3 separate regions of the Mus musculus genome follow, and regions 1 and 2 are each linked to region 3. The links are chromatin contacts, called in public promoter capture Hi-C maps. All regions are on one chromosome and are shown on one strand. The core of a region is the stretch at or near the end of the contact, and the rest is flanking DNA. Distances in the headings are between cores, read along the strand shown.

Evidence for each region. Promoter capture Hi-C pulls out the DNA fragments that hold promoters and counts their contacts.
Region 1: a promoter capture Hi-C map of hippocampal neurons shows a contact between it and region 3, with 4 times the contacts expected there. The contact joins the promoter of Hlf here to the promoter of Dgkeos in region 3. A contact is called at or near these places in 1 of 39 promoter capture datasets (hippocampal neurons) and 1 of 115 datasets of contacts at active chromatin or transcription factors (large pre-B cells).
Region 2: a promoter capture Hi-C map of pre-B cells shows a contact between it and region 3, with 2.1 times the contacts expected there. The contact joins the promoter of Mks1 here to the promoter of Dgkeos in region 3. A contact is called at or near these places in 2 of 39 promoter capture datasets (the C10 cell line and pre-B cells).

What each region holds. Positions count from the first base shown.
Region 1 is chr11:90,389,055-90,392,982 of GRCm38.p6, reverse strand. It overlaps Hlf (hepatic leukemia factor), which reads left to right and starts at 2,066. Exons shown (of 4, transcript NM_172563.3): 1 at 2,066-2,733. The coding sequence starts at 2,619.
Region 2 is chr11:87,851,895-87,855,919 of GRCm38.p6, reverse strand. Mks1 (MKS transition zone complex subunit 1) reads right to left here and starts at 2,705. Exons shown (of 18, transcript NM_001039684.3): 1 at 2,591-2,705; 2 at 2,074-2,183; 3 at 872-942; 4 at 293-448. The coding sequence starts at 2,670.
Region 3 is chr11:89,058,084-89,062,001 of GRCm38.p6, reverse strand. Dgkeos (diacylglycerol kinase, epsilon, opposite strand) reads right to left here and starts at 1,251. Exons shown (of 4, transcript NR_110336.1): 1 at 1,179-1,251. It overlaps Dgke (diacylglycerol kinase, epsilon), which reads left to right and starts at 1,254. Exons shown (of 11, transcript NM_019505.4): 1 at 1,254-2,071. The coding sequence starts at 1,617.

The sequences.
Region 1 (3,928 bases), core at 817-3,316, 1.3 Mb before region 3:
GGGTCTCTCACTCAACCTGGAGCTCACTCATTGCCTAGGCTGGCAGCCAGTGAGCTTTTAGGATCTCCCTATCTCTGCCTCCCCAGTGCTGGGGTTACAGGCCCATGCTGCTGCTGCTGGAGGCTGTTCTTCCTCCCTCCCTCCCTTTTCATGTTGATGCAGGGGAATCCAAGCTTGTATCTTCATTCTTATGACCCAAGTGCTCTTTAATCCACTGAATAATCTCTTCAGCTTCCAGCGGAGTCCCTTCTTTTCTGAGAAGCAAACCGACTGAAGGGTTGGGAAGTTTATGAGGGACCACTGGCTCCAAGCTCACCTCAGGCGCTTCTCTGCACTCTCCTTCCAGTAACAGATGCCCACGTCAGCTCTCTCTGTTACTGGGTTTTGGAGTCCAGACTTTGTGTGCTTCTATGGCATCCTTTCCCTGGTATAGCCAGGTCTTATCCATCCATCATCTCACCAGCCCCAGCCCAGTCAATGGCATGCAGTGGTGCTCACTGAATGTACACCGCATCCACCCCAGGGCTCATGTTTCTGGGATCTGACATCACAAGAGCATCTCAGAATGTCATCTTACCATTCACTTTGCCCAGGTGTTAGCAGGAGGAAATGAAGGCCACGGGACCAGCCGTCCATTTACCCGGAAACTTCTGCTCAGAGAAAGAGTCAGGGCTACTTATCATGAACTTCCAGTGCCCTTGGCCAGGGTCCGGAATTTCCTGAATTTTAGATTTCTCTTCTCTCCTTTCTTATCTCTCATTTTTTGGTAGTGGGGTGGGGGAGGGGCATCCCAGTAATATTTGCACCCCAGGAACCCAGTCTATGTTCACAAAAGCCTTTCTGCCTCATTGAAAAGCTTCTTGCAGACCCTTCCCCACAGGTCTGAGGAGACAGCTCACTGTGATATAGAACTAGCTAGACATGGGTAAGGCCATACATTCAACCATCAGTACTGCAAAAACCATCCCACATGCTCCTCCACGGGTCAGGGGGACTTAGTGCTGGATAGAAATGTGTAATTGGTGGGTGGGTGGGGGTGGAAAGTGGAAAGAGAAGCGTGGAGATGCGGTTCGTGTGTCTCAGTTCTCCTGGCTGGGGAGGCAGAATGCCTACATTCCAATCCATCCACTCCGCCAAGGTGTTCTCCCCCACACCCTCAGCAGCAAGGTCAAAAAACTGGCCTTTTCACAGCCTTCAAAAGGCCAGAGGGATGTGCTGCAGCCACAAACAAGATTCCCCTAATCTTTTAACAAAGAGTTTACAAATTTATTTTAATTAGTATTCAGACCTTCTAAGTTAGCCTAATTACAGCCATGCTGGGCCTTTTAAATACTCCTAACTTTCATTCCTTGTGTTTAAGTCTCTCCTGCTTTCCTTCCATTGCAAGCAAATGTCTGTCTTGTTAATTCCCTCGGACAGCGTGGGAGACAGTTCACTTCAGTCTGCAGCTCCTGTCTCCATTCTACGTTTTTGCACATTGTTTGGAATTCAGGAAAGTTGATATCTTAGGTCGGATATGCAGTGGGGCTAGAAGGAAAGTACTAAGCTCACCAGGAGCGAGGAGGAGAAATATCCAGAAGTCATTCGCTTCAAGTCTATCCAAATCTCCTAAACTTGTCCTGGGGAGCTTTAAAAAACATTGCTAGCCAGGACATCGCCCCGGGGGTTGGGGGTTCTAATTTAAGTCCGGAATGCCACTTGGCCATCTTTTAAAAATCATCTTCTTTTAAAATCACCAATTTATTTCCACATTGCAAACCACTGACACGAATTTCTCATTGTTCTGCTCTGGGGGGCGGGGGGGGGGAACGGAGGGGGAAGGGCTCGCGTGCAAAAGGAGTCAGGGTGAGAGTTAGCGCGCGTTATTCCCAGCGCAAGGCAGAGAGTGAAGCAGGAAATCTGGCACCTGTGCTTTTCGCAGCCCACCAACGCCGCAAGGGCCGGAAAAACAGCGCGTGCGGCGATGCTACACACGCAGCCCTGGGGGGGCGGGGTGGATGGGCGGGCCCGATTTGGGCCCCGCCCCTGCACGCCTATCGGCGCGCGGTGCGGGCCCTGACGTCACTCTTGTCAGGGCAGCGGCACATGGACTGCCTGATGCGCTGAGCCCGGCGCTGCGGGGCCGCGGAGCGCGGGGAGCAGCGGCCGCGGCGGGGAGGGGGGTGGGGCGGGACGGCACAGCCTCCGGTGCTCGCGCGAGGGGCCGGGGCCCGCGCTTTGCCTTCTGCTCATCTGCAGCCGTCTACGTTTTCAAAATTTCTCTCTTTCCTTTTTCCCCCCACCTCCTTGCAATTTTGAACATTTTGCAAGACTGAGTGTTGGAGGCAGGTGAGAAAGCATCCTGCACTGGGTCGGAGGAGTCCGCGGCGCTAGATGCGCCTTCCCTGGACTGTCGGCACTGAGAACACGAAAGTTTTTTTGTTTTTGTTTTTGTTTTTTTTTGATATTTGTATGCTGATGTATTTACAAAGACAGAAGTGATTTTTTTTTTTCTTCCTTGTCTGCACTGTTTTGAAAGCGAGTACTTTTGGTTGGCAAAGGACGGAGGAAACAAAGCTCATCAACATTTCGGGGCGGCGATTGGCCTTCTTTTTAAAAAGACAATTGAGTGCATCACGATGGAGAAAATGTCCCGACAGCTCCCCTTGAACCCCACCTTTATCCCGCCTCCCTACGGCGTGCTCAGGTCCCTGCTGGAGAACCCGCTGAAGCTCCCCCTTCATCCTGAAGACGGTGAGCGTTGCCTCGGCAGCTGGGCTCAGGGAAGGGACTACACTCCCAGGGACCCCCCTAGTCGGCTGGGAGGGCACCAGCATCTTTCTTCCCCTCGCCTTGCTTTAGTGAAATTGGGGGGCTTACTCCCTCTTTCTCCTCAATGCAAAGGGGATCCCTCCGGGGCAACATTTGAAATAGCGCTGGGAACCTGGCTCGCCTGCCTTTCTAGGTCTGTCCTCCTGCAGCGCAGGTGACAGGTGAACTTGACAGGTCAGGATCGCTGCTTTGAGTGACAGGGTGTGCGCTTCCCTGGGAGACTAGTGTCTCTGGGACTGGAGAGGAGAAAGGGCGGGAGGTGGCTGGTTGGAGCCTGGCAGAGAGGGGGGGGTCAAAGTAAATGGGGGTTCTCACTCGGCGGCAGCCTGAATATTCGGATCGTGTTAGTGTTTTGTGTTGTGAACTCACGCGGCATGAGCGGAGAGGCGCTTTCTCCCGCAGACCCGCAATTCACAAAGCGGGGTGGGGGTGGGGGGAGTGGTCTGTCGGCGGGAAGCGGTGCACGCCTCCAGCGCTGACACTTTCCCGGTGCTCTCTTCCCGGTGGGAGGGGAGAGCTGAGCAGGCTCACGTGTAACCGCGTGCAGGAGCCTCCTCTGGCTTGAGCCCTTTCTTGGTAAGTCTCAAACCTTCCCTAGGCAACCGTGGCTTGGAGCTAAGGAGACGGGTAGGGGGATATGGTGGGGAGTGGGGGGGGGGCTGGGGGTAGATGCATGTGAGACCTAGCTGGGAACGCAATTGATGCCAGAACGGATTTGTGTTTTGGGCCGGTGCAGTTTCTTGCCTTTGGTGTTATCACAGTGACAGAAGCGAATTATGCTGCTCCTGCATAAATTCTTGAAAAGATTATTTGGCTGGAAATAGCTTCGGGGTGTTTGCATCAATTTCCCTGGGAGAGAACGCCTGTTGCATTGCAAGAGTTGCTGGTGCTTGATTGCGCGTGCAGACCGCCCCCCACCCCCAATACCCTCCCGCACTGCTTCTTAAGGAGTAGCATTTGGGAGAAATCTGCGGATGCGTTAGGCTTTTGTGGTCGATGTTTTTAAGCCTAACTCTAATGAGACTGCGGAGGATTTGAAGATTCGAATGGGTGGCGGTGGGACTACATTTCTCTAATGAGAAACAAAACAAAACAAAACTCAGAATCAAATTCTCTA
Region 2 (4,025 bases), core at 1,456-3,955, 1.2 Mb after region 3:
CCTATAAACTCCTGACTTTGACTGAATTGTAAATGGATTGTTCTAGACCCTGCCCATCTATGTCATCAATTCCTATGCTATCAGGTCCCATGGGCCCTCTGACAGGCAGAAGGACATCACCTGCATCTGCCCACTGCAGCCTGGCTGCCAGCAGCTTCCAGCAGCTTCTAGAACCATCTATGTTCTATATCGCCCCATTTACTGGGCTTTCCACTTACAACCTAGAGCCAGCGAGGCTAGAAAACCAGGGGAGACAAACAAGAAAGCAATGAGGGCCCAGAAGGAATGATACCTCTTCCAAGTCGGTGTATCTATCCGAGTCAGTGTAAGTGAAGATTCGCCGGTTTTTCCTGCCGCCAGAATTCTCCAGTTTCAAGATCTCTTGGCGGTACTGATGATCCAGTGGGCTCTGGCACGCGGATTCATTTTGGTACAGGTCGACTTCAAACTGAGGTCACCACAAAGAAACAGATCAGCTGGGACTACCTCAAACTTCGGTTCCTGCAGCTACTGAACCAAATCACTTCTAGCGCTAGCTGACACGTTTTGAAAACCGACTGTCACTTTGTTCAAAAAATGAAGGGCAGGGGGAAAAAAATCTAAGAATATTCGAGTTAAAAGGATCCAAGCTGATGTTCTAATCCAACCTTGTTGCTAGAGATGTTATAGAGCCCGGAGATGGGGAGTGCCTTACCTAGAACGCTAAACTGAACATGGCAGCCGTTATATTACAATAGCCACATAAACATAACATAAACATAAGTATAAGCCACCACAACCTTTCCTGGAGATGAGTTTGACGGTATGAGTCACTGGCCCGGTGGGAGTCAGGTAGGTGGAGGTAGACTGAAGACAAGAAATGCTGGCTCACCTGGCTAAAGAGCTTTTCCTGCCATCCAATTACAACCTCTTCCTCCTCTTCTTCGTCAGGGCGGTGTCCACCTCCAAACACAACAGAGTGAGTCAGACCAGCAACATTTCTTCCTCTCTGGTTGATTACAACCAGTGTTCCTATTCTTGTCTCATTTGGGTTTTAAAATTTTTTGCTATTGTTGTTTGGAAGTGTCTCATTCTGCAGCCCGGTCTGACCTCACATTCCAGATCCTCCTGCCTCGGCAGAAAAACGCTGACATTACACGTGTATACCACCAGGTCTGCCTTCAAAGTCCCTACTCACATTGACCGCAAACCCCACTGGAATTTAGTGACTCACTAAGCGCTCACTCTAAACATAGAATGCAGGTGGTGGACATACTTTGGTTAATACTAGAAGCAAGATTAGGGCCTGAGGTGTCCTAATCATTACTCTAATTTGAATAAAAGGTAGCTCTGCCTTCCAAGAAACATTCTCTAGTCCCGTATAAGGCACTAGAGTTTAGCTAGAGGCTGAAGGGCCAGCCCTTCCTCAATCCTGGCTGAATTTGCTAGATAAGGACCCTGATGTTTTTCTGAAACCACCACCGAATCATCCAGAAACACAAGATGCATGATTTGTGATCTGCCAGGCTACCCTTTTTGCCTAAGAATATTTCTGAGTAGAAAGAACAATGACAAAAGCATGAAAAATTATTGGCCAAACACGACGGTCCTGTCCTTTCTTTTGGCTTTCAAGGCAAGAGGAAAAAATCATATTTTCGTGCAAACTCCTGTTTTAAAATTGTTTTTTAAGTGTATTTATACATACATTTGGAGTTTGGAACATATTTCTCTTAGAAGTCCTTTCCCCATCCCCCAAGTCACAACTCGGGTAAGATGGCTCAAGCCCCAGGATTCATCTGGTGAAGAGATAACTGAACTGGTTCGCAAAAGTTATCCCCTGAACTTCACTCTCGCACTGTGGCATGGGCGTGCACACACACACAAAAGTAAATTACAATGTAAAAAAATAAATAAATAATAAAAAATTAAAAAGATGATTGCCCAGGTTCATTCAAATGCTTCTATATTCCTCGGCTAGGTGACACTGGGCAATAAACTCAACCTCTCTGAGCCTTCCGTTCCTCCTCTGTACCTCTACTGCCCCGCACCCCTGCCTTAGTCTCAAATGAATGTAGCGTCATCACAAACACCCACTAGCAGCTTGCGGAGGCCTAAAAGTGGCCAAGTCTATGAGGTCCTTCCCCATCTGGGCAGCAGGCTGGTAATGAAGGAAGTTGCTTGATGTGATTCTTTGCAGATGAACTCTGTCAAGAGAAGAGAAGCCCCAAATACGCGTGTCAGAGACACACAGCAAGGAGATATACAGAGCATGAATCGGGGAAAGAAATCACAGAGGCAGAGAAGTCAAGGCTGCTGCAAAGAAGAGGTGGGTAGGGGCGTCTGCTGGATAAATCAGCACAGGGACCCGAGGGGTTTGAAAGTGGCGAGAACTTGAAGGGACTTGGGCAGGGTGAATCTGAAAGGTGTACTTGGAAGCTTTCAGTGGAAAAAGATCCTGATAACAAGACGCGCGCAGAGATGGCAGAGGAAGTAGTTGGGATTGTAAGCGGAAGTAGGGGCCTCTGAGCATCTAAAAGCTTAGGGTGGAATAAAGTTAGGGGGCCTCGGAGCATAAAGTTAGGGGGCCCTGAAACTGGGGTCGAGTGACTACCGGAGGCGCAGGTTGCGCACGGGGTCCCGGGAGCGATACACGGCCTCGCCGGTGTCAGTGCTCCAGACCGCTTCCGCCATGACAGCTGCTTCGCGCTGCGACCGCGCCGGAAAGCGTGGTGCCTCGTTCCCCTGGCAACGGAGACGCTGGCTTCTTAGGCAAGGGAGGCGCTGCGCGCGCAGCTCTCCACGTCTGCGGGAGCCAGTCCCTAGCCTGGCAGCGGGACCCTCAGCTGTCCTGTGTGAGTAAAGCTCACCTCCACCCAAGGTGAAAGTTGGTGCACTGCACAAAAGAGAAAACCGCCATCAGCTACTTTGTTTAGGTGCAAAAATGGTGATGGTGGCCAGAACCAGGTGACCTGAGTCCTTACTTTCTGATCAAACACTGCCTTCCACTGAACATTTGAAAACTTCGGCCTAGGGGGCGTGGAGAAATGGCTTAGTGGTTAAGAGGTTAGTGACTGGACTTTCAGAGGAACTAGCAGGCCCAGATGGCCACTCACACCTGTCTCTACTCCAGTTCCAAAGGGTCAGACACCTTGCCGCCTTACAGTACACATGTGTTGCACAAACATGTTCACCATTATGCATAAAATAAATTTAAAAAAATTTAAGGAGAGAAAACTCAGGCCTAAACAGTTGGTGGATATGACTAAAAGGACATGCAAACAAAAATTAAAAAACAGCCGGGCAGTGGTAGCGCACGCCTTTAATCCCAGCACTTGAGAGGCAGAGGCAGGCAGATTGCTGAGTTCGAGGCCAGCCTGGTCTACAGAGTGAGTTCCAGGACAGCCAGGGCTATACAGAGAAACCCTGTCTCAGGAAAAAGAAAAGAAAAGACAGGAAAAGAAAAGAGAAAGAAGAAGGAGGAGGAGGAGGAGGAGGAGGAGGAGGAGGAGGAGGAGGAGGAGGAGGAGGAGGAGGAGGAGGAGGAGAAGAAGAAGAAGAAGAAGAAGAAGAAGAAGAAGAAGAAGAAGAAGAAGAAGAAGAAGAAGAAGAAGAAGAAGAAGAAGAAGAGAAAGAAAGAAAAAGAAAAAAAGAAAGAAAACATTCCTGGAAGAAAAAAAACCTGTGGGGCAGGTATATTAGTAGTTTTGTTGGTATGCACTGAGCCAGAGAAATAAAAAACAAGGAAGCCAGCAGAAAGGAAGGAAAGGGTGTTTTCCCTGGGGCATGTTGGTTCTGGATTATTAACCAGTTAAGACTCCGAGCCAGCCCCTGAAAAACCACCAGAGTGACATTCAGAAGTCATGGTTCACTGGCACATCCAAGGAAAGATGGTATAAGTTTAATTCCGGCAGTTTGGCAATATCAATATTGACAATTAGTATTTGACGGTTGCTACTTATTCATCCGAATAAGCAATTGTTGCCTGGCCTGGGACATTTCATGGCCATCCGATTATAGAGCAGAGAAATCATGAGCACCTAACTATT
Region 3 (3,918 bases), core at 2-2,501:
GAACAGCCCTGGCTGTCCTGGAACTCACTTTGTAGACCAGGCTGGTCTCGAACTCAGAAATCTGCCTGCCTCTGCCTCTCGAGTGCTGGGATTAAAGGCGTGCGCCACCACTGCCCGGCTTGTTTGGTTGGTTTTGCATTGTTTTGTTTGTTTTGTTTGTCTTATTGTGTATCCCTAGTTGACCAAGAACTCGTGATAATCCCTCAGTAGAGAATAAGACCACTACCACAATTTAAAACCAAATTTAATGTAAGCTTTAATTAAATACTGGCCAAGGTGATGGACTCTCTGGCCAAGTTCATCTCGGGGTTCCCAGAGAATGGCCTCAAGTCGTGCTTTGCACGGGCTTAAAAAGGCAAAACCCACAATTCACTGCATTTCCCGTCTGGTTCAACTGGGGGCAAGCGTAAATCTTGATGTATTTCCTGCCTACATGTGACCCTGATTTACTTCCGGTCCACATGTAATCAAACACATCCGTGCAGATGGGTCAAACAAACACAAGACAAACAGGAACTTATCCTTAAATACAAACAGAACTCTTAACCTGTATGCTTTATTTTTCCTGTTTTGGTCCTCACACTATGTAGATCAGGCTGGCCCTGAACTCACAGAGGTCCATCCACATGTGGGCCACATGTCCAGTTATTTTATTATTTTATTATATTTATATAATACACTGGTAACTTTTGGCAGTCTTTGACTTGTGTTCTGAATGAACATAACACCTTCAAAAGAGCCAGTTTTCTCCATCCAGGATTCCCCGATATCCATAATCATGCCAATTCCACCTTCACCGTTGAAGAAGGGGATCAGGCTAAAGGTCAAATACTGTTAAGTCACTTATGGTAGAACTTCCTTTGGTTCTGAACTTTTGATAGTCAACCATGTACTTACTCCGCCCCTGATTTCCCTAAACCATGCCTCATTCCACACCATCTTATCCGTTCCTCTGCTCATCCTTTCCTAGATGGTCCAGACCCTTGAAGTCTTTCAACTTTCCAAGCCACCTCTTAGCCTCCGCCACGCCCTCATACCTGACCCCCTCCCACCCAAGGGGAGCGCCGCCGCGAGCCCCGCCCTACACCTGGTCCCGCCTACAAATTTTATCAGCGCAGACTCCGCCTTCCTCTAGCTCCGCCCACCATCGGAAAGCACCGCCATTGGCTTTGTCCTACCTGGCCCCGCCCAAGTTGTGGGCGCGTCAGGCCCCTCCCAGCCCTCGCCGAGCTGCCGGCCGGCGTGCGGACTGCGCAGGTGCGCTTCTCAAGCGCGGCCTCCTCATCCCACGCAGATCTCGCGGCCTGAGGGTGGGACGGCGGCCGGAGGCTTGGCTGTAGGTGGTACCGGCGACCGCGAGAGCGAACTGGGGGGTTGGGGGGGGGGTCTCCGGAGACCTCGCGAGAGAGGCACGGGCGAGGCTCAGCGCGACAGCCGTTGTGAACGCAGTGGCCGCGAGCCAAGCCTGTACTGCACGGAGCCCGCGGGTGCGACCTGCGCCTTTCCCGGGGCCGAGGCCACGCGCAGCCTCGGGACGAGCCGCAACCCCACGCAGTGAATCCGAAGGCAAGCCTTCTGGACCCGGCGCTCCATAGGCCACGCCTGGGCCTGAGAAGATGGAGGGGGACCAGCGGTCCGGCCCACCCGCCCAGAGCCTGCTCCCTGATGGCCACTTGGTCCTATGGACGCTGTGCTCCGTGCTGTTGCCGGTGTTCATCACTTTATGGTGTAGCCTGCAGCGGTCGCGCCGGCAGCTGCACCGCAGGGATATCTTCCGCAAGAGCAAGCATTGCTGGCGTGACACCGACCTGTTCAGCCACCCCACCTACTGCTGCGTGTGCGCGCAGCACATCCTGCAAGGAGCCTTCTGCGACTGCTGTGGGCTCCGCGTGGACGAGGGCTGCCTCAAGAAGGTCGACAAGCGCTTCCCGTGCAAGGAGATCATGCTCAAGAACGACAAGGCCGCAGATGCCATGCCCCACCACTGGATCCGCGGCAACGTGCCCCTGTGCTCTTACTGTGTATTCTGCAGGCAGCAGTGTGGCAGCCAGCCTAAACTGTGCGATTACAGGTATGGCTTTTATGGGAGGCAGGATTGTAAACAGTGGGTGGTGAGACCTAAATTCATCTCAGCAAATGGCCCAAACTATTCACGGCATCCCTGGCGTTTGAAGCAAGTCTCATGTAGATGTTGGTTGGTGTTTTTGTTTGTTTTTATTTTTGTTTTTACCCTTTGTGAGACAGTCTCTCCCCTGTGGCCCGGGCTAGCCTCAAACTCACTAAGGATAGCAGATGACCTTGAACTTTTAATGCTTCGCCTCCCCGTGCTGAAAATACAGGTTTGCATCACCTGAACCAGTTCATGAGGTGCTGGGTATCCAACCCAAAAGCCTTAAGCATGTTATTCAAGCTCTCTAACAACTGAATTCCACCACCAACACCACCCCTAAATTCCCACCCCTGCCAAGGCTCTTAATTTTCATCAAAGGCCTGTTTAAGTGCTGCCTGGCTCGTGGCTACTCTGTAGCATCCCACTTTACATAAGGAAGAATGAAGGGTACACAAAGAACCTTATGCCAGTCACAAAACCAATTTGTTCTTGATTTGGAACTATGAAAACAAGGGTCAACCCAAAGCAGGGCTTTAAATTTCTGTAGCTATTGTAGCGATTGGTGTCATAGTCAAGTGTTTGACACACAAGACGGGAAAGGAGATTTACGTTTTCCACTCATTTATTTATGGGGTGTGGGGGTGCAAAGTGAGCTCCCTTCGAGTTCTGTGGCTCCTAACTCATCAGGCTGTTGGGCTCTCTCCCCAGTCTTGAAAGGACATTTCTGTTGTCAGATCTTTCAGGACTAAGTGTCAGATGAGTCACCTGAGCTAACCTGACTGCTTTCCTGGCTTCAGCATGCACACTGAACAAGGAATCTTGCGCGGTGAAATGCTGTGTGGAACAGGCTTCCTATTGGAAGGGATTGTAGGTATTGGAAGCTGGTGGACAGCAGAGCTGCCCTGCAGATTATCTCCTCCTCACTGGTTCCACACTTGAGAAAGCTGAAGATAAAGTGGGGCTGGTTCCCCAAGACTTCCAACACCCAGCCTTGTCAGAGCCTTGTCTGGTCTTCACTGCCCAACAGGCTTTATTTTGGACAAATAGAAACTCCCACACACGCTTTCAAGTTAATAGCTCTGAAGCTACTGTGAGTGCTTTCGCGTTGCATGTGTGTGTTGGTGTTGGTATCTGTACACAAGTGCAGATACCCACAGCGGCCACAAGGAGGTATCGGCCTCCCCTGGAGCTGATGTTGTAAGCCTTCCCAGCGTGGGTGCTGGGGATCAAAGGGCCCTGTGTGAGAGCAGTTGCACACATTTATAACCGTTGAGCCATCTCTCCTTTCTGTCCTCTTTAAAAAGTCGTGTTATGAACTTACTATCTCTGCTGGGACACATTGAGAGCATTGTTAATGATGATGCCAGAAGATAAGCTAAAATCAAAGTCATCACAGTCAGGCAAAGACATGTGGTCACGCTATTTCTGAACCTGACTTTTTTTTTAAGGTTTATTATTATTATTTTACCTGTATGCTTGTGGGTCTTTTACCTGCAAGTTTATCTGCATTGCATGTATGCTTAGTACACATGGAGGCCAAAAGAAAGCATCTGTTGCCCTGGAACTGGGGTTACAGAGGGATGTGAGCTGCCATGCAGGTGCCAGGAGTCAAGCCTAGGCTCTCTACAGGAGAGCATCCAGTGCCCTTAATCACAGAGTCATCCCTCTAACCTTAAAAAATGCCTAGATATTGGGAGGCAGAGGCAGGCGGATTTCTGAGTTCGAGGCCAGCCTGGTCTACAGAGTGACTTCCAGGACAGCCAGGGCTACACAGAGAAACCCTGTCTCGAAAAACCAAAAAAACAAAC